2 separate regions of the Capra hircus genome follow, and region 2 is linked to region 1. Evidence: chromatin contacts called from public Hi-C data. All regions are on one chromosome and are shown on one strand. Each heading gives the region's core, a stretch centred on a gene start, on an enhancer-like site or on the middle of the called end of the contact. The rest is flanking DNA. Distances are from core to core; before and after follow the strand shown. Region 1 holds the start of CBX6 (chromobox protein homolog 6). Region 2 has its middle 61 kb from the start of CBX7.

What was found. A called contact is a pair of places that touch in the nucleus more often than the background predicts.
Region 2: a contact with region 1 is called in a Hi-C map of blood, with 3 times the contacts expected there. The contact joins the enhancer-like site here to the promoter of CBX6 in region 1. A contact is called at or near these places in 2 of 5 Hi-C or Micro-C datasets (blood and liver).

What each region holds. Positions count from the first base shown.
Region 1 is chr5:109,395,230-109,397,929 of ARS1.2, reverse strand. CBX6 (chromobox protein homolog 6) reads left to right here and starts at 1,372. Exons shown (of 5, transcript XM_018048780.1): 1 at 1,372-1,549; 2 at 1,729-1,772; 3 at 1,931-1,996; 4 at 2,140-2,206. The coding sequence starts at 1,481.
Region 2 is chr5:109,472,643-109,475,342 of ARS1.2, reverse strand. No RefSeq gene overlaps it. Among named protein-coding and RNA genes, the nearest start is that of CBX7, 61 kb to the left of the region's middle. Within about 2 kb of position 1,417, at least 1 of the 5 cell types and tissues checked has an H3K27ac peak or open chromatin away from gene starts, as enhancers often do.

The DNA of each region.
Region 1 (2,700 bases), core at 123-2,622:
ATTCTGCTGAAAAGAAAATATTTAAATACACATCTATGAAAGTGAAAGTGAAGTCCTCAGTCTTTGTGACCCCGTGGACTGTAGCCTACCAAGCTCCTCTGTCCATGGGATTCTCCAGGCAAGAATACTGGAGTGGGTTGCCATTTACTACATATATATATAACGTACAAAGGAGCATAGGTACGTGTGTTTATTAGACATAGGACAGAGGCTCGAAGAAGATCCATGAAGAGGTTAACGGTTGGATGGATATTATAGACAGTTTCTTTTCTTTTCTTACTTAAAAAATATTGCAAGAACAAGGCTGTTGGTGTTCTTTTTTAAAAATAAAGTTTAAATAATTCAAAATAAAATGAAATGGCGCGGTTTGTGTGGCAGGGGTACTCTGTGCCCTCTCCAGGACAGCCGAAGTCTCCCTTTCCCTCCCCAAATAGGAAGCTGGGCTGTGGTCTCCCCGTTAGCAATGGCGGAACCATTAGAGGAACTGTAGGCGGCAGAAGGATGACGCGGCCAGGGGGCCTGGGAATCAGAAAACAGAGACCTGACCGCGAGGGCGGCTTTTGCCGAGTGACCCAAGGATGACCCGCTTCGGGCCCAATCTGGTATGTAGGAAGCCTGTAGTCACCCCGCGGCCTCTCCTCCCTGGACCGCCCCCCCCCCCCGCCCCCAACCACCGCCACATCTTGCTCGCTGCGTCTTCACCCGACCTCCCTCCTGGTGAAGGCAGGTGCCCGCCCAAGACCCCGGCCGAAAACAAATCCAAGGGATCACCCCGACCTTCCTCGGCCCCATTCACCGTCTCCCCCCACCCTTTCCTGCGGTGGCGTTTTTGTTTTAATTCATCTGAACTGGTTACAAAACCACACTCCCACGAATACATAAATAATGGATAAGGGCGGGGGGAGCAGTGTTTTAAAGAAATTCCCGCAGGGCCTGGCAAGGCAACAGCAAATGCATTTCTGCTGTATCATATTTAACTGTTTGCAAACTTCTGCTGGGAAGCTGAGCAGCGGCTGTAGAAATTCCACCCCCCTTCACCGCCCAGGGCCCAGGAGTGACTTGTAAGGGAGGGTTAAGAGGGAGAGGTAGTCAGCGGTCGGGGGCCAGGAAGATGGAGGGGAGAATGAGAAAGTGTTTGTAAGATTGCACTGTCCACAACCAGGCTTCCCGCAGGCCAAGCATCTCCTTCCCAGGCTTCGGGGCCGCGGCTCCCCGAGCCAGGCTAGGCCCCTTTAAGAGCCAGCGCGCGCCCCGGTCCCGCGTGCGCTCACTTTCCCTAGCAACCGCCCCGGGGGAGGAGGAGGTCCTGGCAACGGCGCACCAGCCCGGAGGGTCACGTGACGGCCCGCAGCTGGAACGCGAGCGCGCGCCCTGCCGCGCGCCCGCCCGCCGAGCCTGAGCGCTGCGGCGCGTGCGCGAGCGGTGCAGCACCGGCCGCGGGAGCAGGGAGTATTATGGGCTGTGGGTGCCGCTGAGCAAGATGGAGCTGTCTGCAGTGGGCGAGCGGGTCTTCGCGGCCGAATCTATCATCAAACGGCGGATCCGAAAGGTGAGCCGCCTCCCAGGGCGGGACGCCTCGCCCCGCAGCCGAGGTCCGAGTCTGTGGGCCAGCTAGGCGAAGCGGTCCCGCTAACCTGGGCTCTCTCGCCCACCCCCGCGCCGTCGCCTCCTCGCGTCCCCGCATCTTCCCCACCCCCACTCTCCCCTTTTTTTCCTTCTCTTTTTCAGGGACGCATTGAGTACCTGGTGAAATGGAAGGGGTGGGCCATCAAGTGAGTGTCACGGGATCCAGGAGCGAGGGGGGAAGGGAGGCAGCGGACATCGGGGCCTTTTTTTTTTTTTACCTTGGGGGGTGCGCACATTTGCTCCCTCGCATGTGCCTCTGCTTCTCTCGTTTTGTTTTTTATTTTGTGCATGTGTAACTCGGCAGGTACAGCACTTGGGAGCCCGAAGAGAACATCCTAGACTCGCGGCTCATTGCAGCCTTCGAACAGAAGTGAGTTTGGGAAGCTGGCAGGGGCGGCGGGGCCGAGGCTCGGCTGGGGCGCCGCGCGGGGAAGCGGGAGGGCCGGGGAAGGCAGCACGGAGTGGGGCCCGGGAAGGGGCTCGTTTTTAACCTCGGGTGTTTCTCTGCCGCAGGGAGCGGGAGCGTGAGCTGTATGGACCCAAGAAGAGGGGACCCAAACCCAAAACTTTCCTCCTGAAGGTAACCTGGCCCAGCCCCAACAGCCCCCTCTCGGGCCCCTAGCCCGGGCGCAACACGGGGCCTGCAGGGGAGGGACAGATCCGCGGCCGCCCTCGCGGGCGGGCCTTTCGAGAGGGGGCCCCTGCTGGGCAGGGGGTGGTTGTGAGACCCCGACGAGCCCCTGGCAGGCGGCCCTGGCCATCTCCAGCTTCTCAGCAAGAGGGGCCTGGGAATGGGGACGAGGAGGGAGGATGATCCTTGCTCACAAAACCAGGGTCTGGGGAGGCCAGCAGGAAGAGGGTGGATGAGGCAGGTGGGGGCCGTCCACCTGCGGGGGTGGCAGGGAGGTGGCCTCTGCACTTGAGAGCTCTGCTCTCCCCCAGCCTTGAGCTGGTGGGGCTCTACCTGGAATTCATGTCCAGAGCAGGAGTGAACGTGATCTCCCTCATGGTGCGGAACAGGGAGAGGCTTTTTGGGGTGGGAGGCTGCCTCCCTGTCTCCAGCTTGCCTCTCTC
Region 2 (2,700 bases), core at 168-2,667, 77 kb before region 1:
GGTGCTTAGAACTACTTCTATGACATAGCAAGGTCTCTTATAACTGCTGTGGAGCGAGGGGACCCTCATCTCTGTCTTACATTATTCTGTGTTTAGGAAGATTAGCAAATATCTTCGAGCAAGGTCATGGAACTTCATCTGTAATAGGAAAGCCAGTAGCAAGCTGGTCAAGTCAAATTTTACAGGAAGAAAGAGTGAGAGGGACAGGATTTCCCTTCAAGAGAGTAAACAAACACATTGTTTTCATCTTTCCTTAGTGTAACCAAGCAGGCTCCCCCAGACCCCACCCCGTGTCTTCCACCCACCTCTTTCTTGTCTGTAGAAAATCTTTAGCCTCCTAGGTCTTCCTGAGTTCCAAAGAATAAATTTAATTGAAGAAGTGAGAAAATGCAGAAACAATGGACAACAGTCAAGCAAGACAAAATAATATAATAGTTTAGCCATTAAACAAAATCAGGGGCATTTAGCATCTCCCCGAGGGCTATGGGTAATATTCTGAGCCATGTCCTCTGCGCTGTTTTGCAGATACTGAAACCCCCAGCAAGTGGAAGAAGTTAACTGTATGTTGCCCACGAGCATGTAGACCCCAGATCAACTGGAACCAGAAGGTCAATGATGTTGATTCCCAGTTACCTCACCACCCACCATTCAGAAGAATGTCCACGAGCTGATCACGCACTGCGTGATGCCCTCCCTCACCGTGTCTCTGAAAATTTTTTATCTGAAGGTCATCGGAGAGTTGGAGTGTTTTGAGCACTGGCTGTCTGGACTCCTTGCTTGGCATCTGCGATAAGCTCTGCCCTTTCCTTCATCACGACCGGGTCTCAGTAGACTGCCTTCACTGACTGTGGGTTCATGGACCCAAGTTTGCTTCAGTAACACCAGGAAAATACAAATTAGGACCAATATGAGCGCTTATCCCCATATAGGATTGGAAAGGATGGATGGGATTGGTTGTACAGACGCCTGAGCAATGAGGGGCCCGAGGGGAACAGAGAATGCCCGAGCCCAGATTCATCAGGACTGTGTTCTTTCCCCTCAGGGCTCGCGCATTCTCTGTTCCCCTCGGGCTCCTCATGGTCTCCCAAGCTCTGCCACGGTCACTGTGCCCCTAGCCAATGTCCATCAACCGCATAGATGATGAAGAACCGGATGGGATTCTCTCCAGCAGTGAGAACTGATGGTAAGCAGAATGGATGAACCTCAAACATAAGTGAGTGACAGAAGCCAGACTCCATAGGTTCTGGGAGGAGTGTGTTTATACAAAGCACGGAAAGAAGGCGAGCTAGATAGTGAAGGACAGGGAAGCCTGGCGTGCTGCTGTCTACGGGGGTCGCAAAGGGTCGGACGTGGCTTAGCTACTGAATAACGCCAACAGATGGCGCTGTGAGCGGCGCGGAGCTTGCAGGCCGGGGTCTGCAGCCTGGGCGTCATCTGCGCTCAAGGCGCCCAGCCCACCGCGGCCTTGGGGGCGACGGGCGGCCGCTGTGAGGCCCCTCTCTGCTGTTGGGTGTGTACATTCACGACAAGCATGAATGGGTAACAACTGAAAACGGTGTTGGAACAGGGGGAATCCGCAATTTTGCACAGGAAGCTTTGAGAGTTTTTTTTTAAATTATTATTACTGTAGTCTGCTTACAAAGTTGAGACCAAATTGGAATTGGACAAACAAGAGGAATTCAGTGCTTTGACAAGTGTGAAAGCTGCTAGTGAACTCTGATCTCCTCTCGCAGGAGAAGTAACTGAAATGAATGAAACTCTAGCAGAAAATCCAGGACTAACAGATCTGGGTGTGAAGATGGTTGGCTGATCAAGATGATGCTCAATAACCCTTCAGAACTAGATGAAATAATGAGTGAAGGAGCATATAGGAAATACATAAAAATCTATTGAGGAGTGAAAGTGGAACTCTTAAACTAGTTTGGAACAAAAAACAGACAGCAAAAAAAGATGAACTAACTTGTGTTAGAAATCAGGAGAGTGCTTATCCTTGGGGAGACAAGGAGAGGGAGTAAGATGGGACAGAGGGGGGCCCCCAAGGCGGCTGGACTTTTCTTTTATGATCTACCTGGGGCATTCATCTGGGGAAACTGTATGTCACACCGTAATTAGAAATTTCCTTACAATCCCACACATCACATACTGATTGGTTCAAGACTGAGAAAGGAGTACGACAGGACTGTCTGCTCTCACCTTGTTTGTTTCATCTGCAGAGCACATCATGAGAAATACCGGGCTGGATGAGTTACAAGCCAGAATCAAGATAGGCAGGAGAAAACATCAACAGCCTCAGATGTGCGGATGACACCACTCTAATGGCAGAAAGCGAAGAGGAACTAAACAGCCTCTTGTTGAGGGTGAAGGAGGAGAGTCAAAGAGCCAGCTTAAGATTAAACATTGCAAAAGCTAAGATCATGGCATCTGGCTCCATTACTTCATGGCAAATAGAAAGGGAAAAGGTGAAAATTGTGAGAAATTTTTTTTCTTGGGCTCCAAAAATCACTGCAGACGGTGACTGCAGCCATGAAATCAGAAGACGGTTTGCCTCTTGGAAGGAAAGCTATGACAAACCTAGACAGTGTGCTGAAAAGCAGAGACATCACTCTGTTGACAAAGGTCCGTGTAGTCAAGGCTATGGTCTTCCCTGTGGTCATGTATGGTTATGAGAGTTGGACCATAAAGAAGGCAGATCGCCAAAGA